Linked DNA regions of Mus musculus: regions 1 and 2 are each linked to region 3. The links are chromatin contacts, called in public Hi-C and HiChIP or PLAC-seq maps. All regions are on one chromosome and are shown on one strand. Each heading gives the region's core, a stretch centred on a gene start, on an enhancer-like site or on the middle of the called end of the contact. The rest is flanking DNA. Distances are from core to core; before and after follow the strand shown.

Evidence for each region. Hi-C and Micro-C count contacts between places; a contact is called where the count stands out from the background. HiChIP or PLAC-seq counts read pairs in DNA pulled down with a chosen protein or histone mark.
Region 1: an H3K4me3 HiChIP or PLAC-seq map of forebrain shows a contact between it and region 3, with 4 times the contacts expected there. The contact joins the enhancer-like site here to the promoter of Egr3 in region 3. A contact is called at or near these places in 10 of 39 promoter capture datasets (the C10 cell line, the HPC-7 cell line, cranial neural crest and 4 more), 1 of 15 datasets of contacts at CTCF or cohesin (the NIH/3T3 cell line), 6 of 484 Hi-C or Micro-C datasets (cardiomyocytes, cerebral cortex, cortical neurons and 1 more), 12 of 115 datasets of contacts at active chromatin or transcription factors (bone marrow-derived macrophages, craniofacial prominence, embryonic basal ganglia and 9 more) and 2 of 9 other capture datasets (adipose tissue and pancreatic islet).
Region 2: a contact with region 3 is called in a Hi-C map of myocytes, with 1.5 times the contacts expected there. The contact joins the enhancer-like site here to the promoter of Egr3 in region 3. A contact is called at or near these places in 11 of 39 promoter capture datasets (the 3T3-L1 cell line, the C10 cell line, the HPC-7 cell line and 6 more), 12 of 484 Hi-C or Micro-C datasets (the C2C12 cell line, adipose-derived mesenchymal stem cells, cerebral cortex and 6 more), 14 of 115 datasets of contacts at active chromatin or transcription factors (the NIH/3T3 cell line, T-cell acute lymphoblastic leukemia, bone marrow-derived macrophages and 9 more) and 3 of 9 other capture datasets (adipose tissue, embryonic stem cells and pancreatic islet).

Annotation. Positions count from the first base shown.
Region 1 is chr14:69,942,665-69,945,364 of GRCm38.p6, forward strand. The region is part of intron 3 of Pebp4 (phosphatidylethanolamine binding protein 4); the gene reads left to right. Among named protein-coding and RNA genes, the nearest start is that of Gm41198, 51 kb to the right of the region's middle. Within about 2 kb of position 1,282, at least 16 of the 459 cell types and tissues checked have an H3K27ac peak or open chromatin away from gene starts, as enhancers often do. A contact at or near this core is called in cerebral cortex, cortical neurons, forebrain and 1 more, where this site is marked.
Region 2 is chr14:69,910,617-69,913,343 of GRCm38.p6, forward strand. All of the region lies in intron 3 of Pebp4 (phosphatidylethanolamine binding protein 4), which reads left to right. Among named protein-coding and RNA genes, the nearest start is that of Pebp4, 72 kb to the left of the region's middle. Within about 2 kb of position 1,340, at least 61 of the 459 cell types and tissues checked have an H3K27ac peak or open chromatin away from gene starts, as enhancers often do. A contact at or near this core is called in the C2C12 cell line, the NIH/3T3 cell line, adipose-derived mesenchymal stem cells and 2 more, where this site is marked.
Region 3 is chr14:70,075,991-70,078,690 of GRCm38.p6, forward strand. It overlaps Egr3 (early growth response 3), which reads left to right and starts at 1,327. Exons shown (of 2, transcript NM_018781.4): 1 at 1,327-1,608. The coding sequence starts at 1,455.

The DNA.
Region 1 (2,700 bases), core at 32-2,531, 130 kb before region 3:
AATAGTTATTTAAATCATTTTTAACTTTTTTTTTTACTTATTATCGTTGTGGGGGGGGTGCAGGGGCACATGTGCCACCATGTGTGTGGAGGTCACAGGGCCACTCTGGGGAGTCAGTTCCCACTTTCTGTGTTTCCATCACAGGTTTGAAGAATCAAACCCAGGTCCTCAGGCCTGCACAGCACACGTGTTTGCCTGCTGGTCCATCTTACAGACCCTATTTGAATCTTTCGATGGATTTAGAGAGCAGAACAGTATGCCTTATTCCCATCCCTACACACACACACACACACACACACACACACACAATTTTCCCCCCTCAGCCAGTGTCTTATTTACAATGGTCTCATCACATTCTGTGAGTTTCTTTGAAACACTCTCTTGACATTGGAATAAGACTTAGAAAGCACACAGCTGGCTTTATCCATATGCTGCATAAGAAGCCAAAGGTGCCTCCTCCACCGCCCTCCCAAGAGGGGCTGGAGCCATTGATTAGCTCTGTCTTCAGCCTCACTGAAGACGAGAGGAGGCCCTAGGAGTTGGGTAGCTCACGTTTAGGAGCTGGGTAGAGAAAGGGCAGGTGTCAGGACAAGTCCTAACTGGGAGTCACAGTTAGACCTAATTTTACATCCCACGGGGAGAAAAACCCCATACCAGGTTCACGCTCAAAGCATGTGGCACCTGCCAAGATTTGCTGTGTGTGTTTAATAAAGTCTGTGTTTAGCACACTAGGTTCTTTGTGTTAGTCACCCCCGCGCCTGGAAGAATCTGGATATTTTGTAGTAACTCATCCACTGCCCTAATGTCTCTCTAAGGTTCCCCCCTCACTAATTCTGTGTGTGGAGGAACAGAAGCCTAGACAGAGCCCGTTTCTGAAGCGCACAGTCTCCTCCTGCCCTACCCTGTCCCGATCCTCTGCCATCCCTTCCTGGTCCTATTACCTTCCAGAGCCCTGAGCAGGACATCCGGGGTCCAATCAAGTTCCCGTCTCTTGCTGAGGGTTCTGACCTCCCTAGCGCTTCCACTCAGACACAAGTGTCCCCACCTCAGTCTGTCCAACCGTTCGTTCGGCAAACAACCGCGTCTCCAAAAGGCTGAGCCACCAGCCCAGCTACTCACTCACCCCGCGGAGCTGGGCTTGGTCACCCCAATGAGTGTGAAAAACGCCGCCTTTGCAGGCCGGAATCTGAAAGAAATTGGAGAGCTACTGCTCTCTCTATTCCCACTCTCTTCTCATGTTTGCTGTTATTTTTTAACACTTTTTTTTTCCTCCTCAGAGAAGCACTATCCTCTTCCCCAGAGCTTGCCTGTAGCGAAGGCATGGTCTGTACAACTGCAATTATTTCAGGAACAGATGGAGTGAGGAGCAGAAAGTCTGTTAATAGTAATAGAAACGCTACATGTTAACCTGGACAGCACACGATGACAGTCCCATGACTACCGTTCTGTTCCCACCAGCTGGGCACCCAAAGGAGGAATGAGATATTCACAAACAGACATCAGCCACGTAGCCACCTAAAGTTAGAACTCAAATTCCTTCACACTAGGGGCCCTGGAGACCGCAGCGGCTTCGGCCTGGCACAGAGGAGGCAGTGCCTCACAGCTCAGCCCAGGCCTGACAGGATAGCCCAGGCTCTGGCTTAGGCAATCACCGCATCCTGGGCCGACAGAGTCACGGACCTGGTTTTCAGGCAAATGTTTTGTGTGCTGGTGCTAGTGGGAGCCAGTGGGCCAATGATTTCAATGGATACTTGGTGGGGGCTCTCAAACTGCTCTTGACTTCCTGGGGGCTGGGGGAAAAGCGTGGCACCAAAGCTTCCCAGAGAATGGCCCAGTGCAGGGCCTCACCCAGTTCTGGGACCAGAAACATCTCTTCACCGTTACTAACATGTGGGAAACAAAGTCTTAGCCACACCAGGGGATATAGGCAAATTTATTTCAGAAACGCTTTTTAAACACCTACTGCGCATAGAAGAAAATCGTCACCTAGGAAGAGGGACTCTGGCCATGAAACGTCTCCCACTGGCTCCTAGGTGGTGGCACTATTATTTGGGCAGGCTCCACAGCCTGCAGGAGGTGGAATCTTACTGGAGGAAGTGGGGTCTGGGGGTCGGTCTTGAGCCCAGCCCCACTTCCTGTCTACTCTCTGCTTCCTCTCTCGAAAGACAATGAGGCCCACTACCTTGTGTTCACGCCAGCATCCCTTTCCTGCCAGGACGGGCTGTATCCCCTAAAATCAAAATGAAAGGTCTCTACTTCCCTGAGTAGCTTCTGGTCAGATATTTAACCAGAATAAGTAACCCTGGGACGACACTGTGCCTACATAGGCAAAAGTGTAGTTCAAGATGTGGACATGCCCAGCAAACCGGCAAGCAGGATGCAATTGGGCTTTATTTCTCTGGGTCAAAGGGCACAGAAGACCCCCACAGGGAGAAAGTGGCATGAAGGATGCTGGAGACAGCCGGGCGAGCTGGACAAGGTCTCCCACCCCGGGGTGGATAAGAGCTGTGCATAGTCTGAGGTCTGCAGCCAGTTGCTTTCTAAGGGCATCCCAGGCAGCCATTGTGTGAGGGCCTCACCTATGTTAGGCATGTACACTGCCTTCAAGCCACACCCTAGCAATCAGTTGACTTCTACTCCTAACAGTACGGATCCCCCAAGATATACTTATTGGTAATGTGTTCTGGAGTCCCCATTTTT
Region 2 (2,727 bases), core at 90-2,589, 170 kb before region 3:
ACAGTAGGCTGTATTTATCCCTTTCTGGGGAGAGGGGAGGCTAGGGGGCTCATGTCAGGCTATGTGGTTAAGCACAAAAGAGGCTGGTTATCACAGTGGTTAGTTGTGGCTGAGTGCTGGAGTCTAGCTGGGTTTAAACATGCAATCCAGAGACCTGAACAGTGGCTGTAGGTGTTTCTGCGTTTAGAATATGTGATTGTCACCAAGCCTTTATAATTTAATTTTGTTTTTCCTTTCTGGTTGCATGGTGCAGTTCCTGCATTCAGTGATACCCACTTCCATATTTACCACCCTAAGCATCTTCCTAGGTTTACAAACAGCCATCCCCTAGGGTAGCATAATGCCCCCAGCCAACAATGCCCAGAGAAAGGAACCCAAGATCTGATGGTAGGAGATGTGTTTATTTGCCCCATGGCTTGCTGAGTGGGGGACAGTAGTAATCAGGTGTGCTGACATTGCCCTTCCTTTGGTCATTCAGCGGGGGACCTTGAGACAAGCAAGACGTCCTGGACATGCTCAAGTGGTCTTATTCAGGGGACTCCAGGCAGGTACCCTATTGGGTGACAGGCATCACCATGGCCTATACTCCCTAGGCATCCTAACCAGCTAGGTGCCTCTGTTGCTCCTGCACAGAGACTCTTTACGCCCACCCAGGACCTCGTAGTGGCCGGACTGCACTCCCACAGCGAGCGTGCGGGTCTTCAGGGCACCTCCACTTTTGCCCCTTTTGTCCCGAAGGGTGTGTCCTTTTGCCCACCTGGTTGGTGGGGAGAGTTGCGTCTCCTGTCATCTCTGCTTGCCCTGCAGGCTGGCAGGAGGGGCATGGTTGGAACCGAGTCCTCAGCTGCCTGTTTGCACTGGCAGTATCCCCTCCTGGGCTTCTCCCAGCATTACACCGGTGGGAGGCAGGGAGGGCACCACACTCTTAGTAAGCCGAGGAATCCCCTCCTGGTGGCTGTGAAGGGGATCAGAAGGGGGCGAGGCTCTCCAGTGGCTGCCTTTTAGTTTTCCAGGGAGGCGCCATCCTCTCAGCTCAGTGGTGGAGATGGAGGTGCTCACCAATCTGTTCTGGGGACAGCGCATCTCTTCTCCCCACCCTGCCCTTGACGGTGTGTGTGGAGAGCCCAGGTCCCTTGGCAACCAGTCACCCCAGCCTTCCCTGTGAGAGGACCTGAGGTGATTCTCCTCCCAGCTGCTTGTGCCTCTTGCCTGGCTGCCCTAAGCAAGTTGCTTTGTCATTTTGCAAAAACACCTTCCACCCTCCCCACCCCGCCCCCTAGTCTGTTTCAGAAATGGCATTGACTCAGACCTGAGTCACAAGAGAATGTGGGCCCTGGCCCTCTCCTAAGGTTCTGCCCTAGCTGCGGCCAGCTCTCCACCCACGTCCCCGAAGCCTGCTGGACTCACAAGCTACCTCTTGGCTATCTAGCCCGATGGACGGGCTACCCTCAACCGCCTTTCCACCTCCCAGGGCCAGCTCTTCCCTGACTCCCCTAACCTTCCATCCCAAGTGCTGCAAAGGCCGAGAGTCTCTAACTCCTGTGGGCTACAGTCTTTTTCTCTGTCCCTTGTCCCCACCCCAACCCCCCTCCCCCCACCCCCACCCCCAGGCAGGACACCTGCCTCTGGCTTTCCCAAAGAGAAGACAGGTGTCTGGGGTCAGTGCAGGAGCCTGGTGCTCAGGAAAGGACACACAGTATCTCCAGGTGGATGACCAGTATGCATTGCCCCTCGGGACCTTGGGCCAGCCACCTCCTCCTCTGACTACCCTTCCTTCACCCCTCCCACCCCTCCCCAGCTCTGGGTTAGAAGGTGCCACACGACTCTATTTTTAGTCCCACCAGGCTGCCTGCTAGGAGCAGTCTCCATCTGCAGCACTCAGAGCCCTTCGCAAATGCTAATGAATGGGAGTGCTTCCTCCCAGTGACAGAACTTGAGCAGGTACTTCACCCTCCCCAGCTATGTTGTAGCAGGGGAAACTGAGGCACGGGGTTAGGGTTTGGAGATGTGATCCAGGCATTCACCCAGAAAAACCTTAAGTTTCCTACACCTTTTGTGGCTTCAGCCTTTAGGTCTTGAGTTACATTCACAGGCTGGGCAGTACATATGCTCAAAGACCAATCAAACTCCTAGGACAGATGAGCCCAGAAACTGATCATCTCCACTCCATCTGCAGTCCCTCGCTGGGGGTTCAGTGATGTTTATGGTCTGCTCATAATCCCATTTGGCTTCCTGGAGGAGATGAGGCCCGCCCACCCGAGTCCAGGCTGTCTTTGAGAGGAAGAGTGTTAAGCAGGAGGCAGAGGCAGAGGGCACGAGGTCAGTCCTTACACAAAAGGAGTCGCTGCTGCTGAAAATGTGCTTTGTGTGGAGATGGGGGGCAAGGACATCAGCCTGGGTGGGCTGGCATGGGCTAGCTGAAGTGGGTTTGATAATCATGGTGGTGGCTGTCAGGAGGATGTTATTGGTAGGTTAAGAGGCTCCTGCAGTAATGTAGGCAGATGATAACTACGCAGGGCAGGCATCCCGGAGAGAAGCCACAGAGAAGACAAGTGTTTCGAGAACCCTCTCTCTGACAGTCACTTAGCCAGGGCTGCTGGTGGCACAGCCCCCTTTACCCTGTGGCCTGCTATCAGGCAGGCATTTCCCTAGGACCTCAGGCAGGCCTCCTCACACAGGTGGAAGGAATTGCCTTTCCTTTCTGAGCTGGATGCCTTGGAGTTCCAG
Region 3 (2,700 bases), core at 77-2,576:
CCTGCCATCCTGTGGCCAAAGGGGTTTGCTTTAGAACCGTTAGGGAATTTATCTGGGAATTATTTGGTGCACGTGTTTTCTATCCCCTAAACTTCACTCTTTCCTAATCTCCACAACAACAACAACAACAACAAAACCCTCATACCCTCGCCCCTAAAAGTTCTTGCCCACTGCGCAACTAGCTAATCCGCTACACATTCCCGGGCCACTGCGCTCAACTGAGAGTCAGCGCGGGGTCAGGAACCCCAAGGGAGGGGCCGGGGCTGCGGGCGGTGAATCAGAATGATGTCCGCACGAAAGTTCTAAGTGTCCAAGAATAAGAAGCCTTAGGACATTAGAACCCCTTCCCCAAAGGAAAATACTTCATCTCTCCATCTGAATCCAGTCAAGGATAAGAAGGAAAGACAGAAGTTGTGTGGGGGAGCCTGGCTTGAAGCGGTCACCTCTCCCATTCCTAGACTGCTAAGGAACCTGTGTCCTGGTGTACTGAACTCTTTCTAAATGCTGGGAGTGCTGGAGACCAATTGCAAACAACTCCACTCCTCCAACGACTAAATTCTGTCTCTAATGCTGTCCTCAAATAAAAACCTACATGTTTAGTTACAGGGTTTTTCAACTGTGCACTGCGCATCGCGCGCTTTGCATTCGGCTTCGTCCCTCTTTCTTTTTTCTCTTCTCGCTTTCCTTCTTTCTAATCTAATTGACTTTTTTTTTTTTTTTTTTTTTTTTTTTAAAGAACGGAGAGCGGTGCGGGCGCTGCACGTTGGCTGCGGCCCGCTTCCTGCTTTCTAATGTTCCATTGTGAGGAGCTTCCATTGTGACGTCGCGCCCCTTCGGCTGGGCTTTGTCTGTCCATATATGGGCAGCTACGTCACGGAGCTTTCCCGGGGCTCAGATAAATAGACTGGTGGAGTTCCCTGGCTGGGAGCTTTTGGGCAGCAGTGAGCTAGCTAGGAAGCGGCGGGGCTGGTTGGTGGTGATAGCAGCGGCGGCGGCAGCAGCAGCAGAGGAGGTGGCGGCGGCAGCGGCGGCGGCGGCTGTGGCAGATCGGGGGGCGGGGGGGGTCGGCGGGCTCGTGTCTGTGAGATCAATACTGAAGCCGCGTCTGACCCCCTGGAGCCTAGATCACCCCCCCAGCCCAGCCCCCATCCCACTCCTCGCACACGCCCCACCCCACCCCCACGACCCAGCGTCGCACCGCACCAGCCGAGGCACCCGAGAGGATTACCCTCTTTGCCCCTCTCCCATCCACCCCTCCAAAAAAGAATAGATCCCCTCCCCTGACCCACCCCTTCCCCTTTTCACTCCCCCCTCCCTCCGAACTTTCCCTCTCGCATGCTTTTCCCCTGCACCACGGATCGCCTCTCGGATGCCGCTCGCCTGGAAGCTGCGTTAGGAACAGGCGGCGGCGGCGGTGGCGGCGGCGGCGGTGGCGGCGGTAGCTCGGGAGTGCTATGACCGGCAAACTCGCCGAGAAGCTGCCGGTGACCATGAGCAGTTTGCTAAATCAATTGCCTGACAATCTGTACCCCGAGGAGATCCCCAGCGCGCTCAACCTCTTCTCCGGCAGCAGCGACTCGGTAGCCCATTACAATCAGATGGCTACAGGTAAGGGTGGCGGTGAGGCGGCGAGGCAGCGAGGAAGGAAAGGGGGAGGACGAGGAGGAGGGAGCGAGCTAGCGATGGATGCACATATCGATGGATGCAGAAATGGATGGATGGAGAGACGGATGGAAAGATGGGGGGCGCGCTGGGAATTTTCTGGGGGGCGAGTTGCTTTTCCCACCCACTCCTCCCGCCCTCCGAGATCGGGAAGGCTTGGTTGGAGACGCCACGGTTGAGGCTTCGGTTCTCCCGGGTGGGGGCAGCCGCCGACTGGAGGGAGGTAGGTGCGAGCAGCTCTGGGGTTCTCCCTCCCCACGCAGGGGGCCCGATCGCTGGGCTGCGTGCAAGGCGTGGTGCTGTAGCCCCCTTTCTCGGGAGGAGCCCAGCGTCTTTTTCACCCGCGCTCTCCCCCCTCCTTACTCCCTCAGCCTCCCACCCGGGATGGAGCCATGTGCGGCGTGGAGTCCCCACGGTGGGAGAGGTACTGCGACGCTGCCTTTCCGGGGCGTTCAGCAAAGCCATTGGGGGTGTGGGGACGGTGGGGAGAGGGAGGGGGCTCACCCACGGGGCGGGGGAAAGGGTTTGCCACCGGGGGCGATCCTGGGACCCGGGAGCTTGGGAACGGCGGCCGCTCCCGCCGTGGAGACATGGGCTGGTTTTCCGCCGCTCTCCACTCTCCTTAGCTGGGTTTAGGCTTTTCCCCTCCAGCCCGAGCAGAAAGCTCCTTCAGGCCGGGAGGAGACTGGGGCCGGGAGAGGCTCCCTTTACGGGCGGCACCCTTCTGCGCTCCGAGGACAAAAGCGTCGAAGCTCTTTGGGTCGGCCACCCGGGCTCAGCGCGCGTAGGGGGACCTCGCTTGGGGCATGAAGGCGCGGCGTCTTGGAGTAGACAGGGCCGGGGGAAGAGGCCGAGTTGTGTGTGCTGGAGAGCGAGAGCCGGGCGCGCTCCGGGTCTGAAACTACCTGTAGCTGCAGCTACCTGTCCGCCCCACCTCGGGAAGAACAACAATGCTCTCTTGCGCGCGTGCGTGTCTGTGTGTGGTACGTGAGTGTGTGCGCGGCGTGTGCGGTGTGTGTGCCGGAGCCACTCCACACC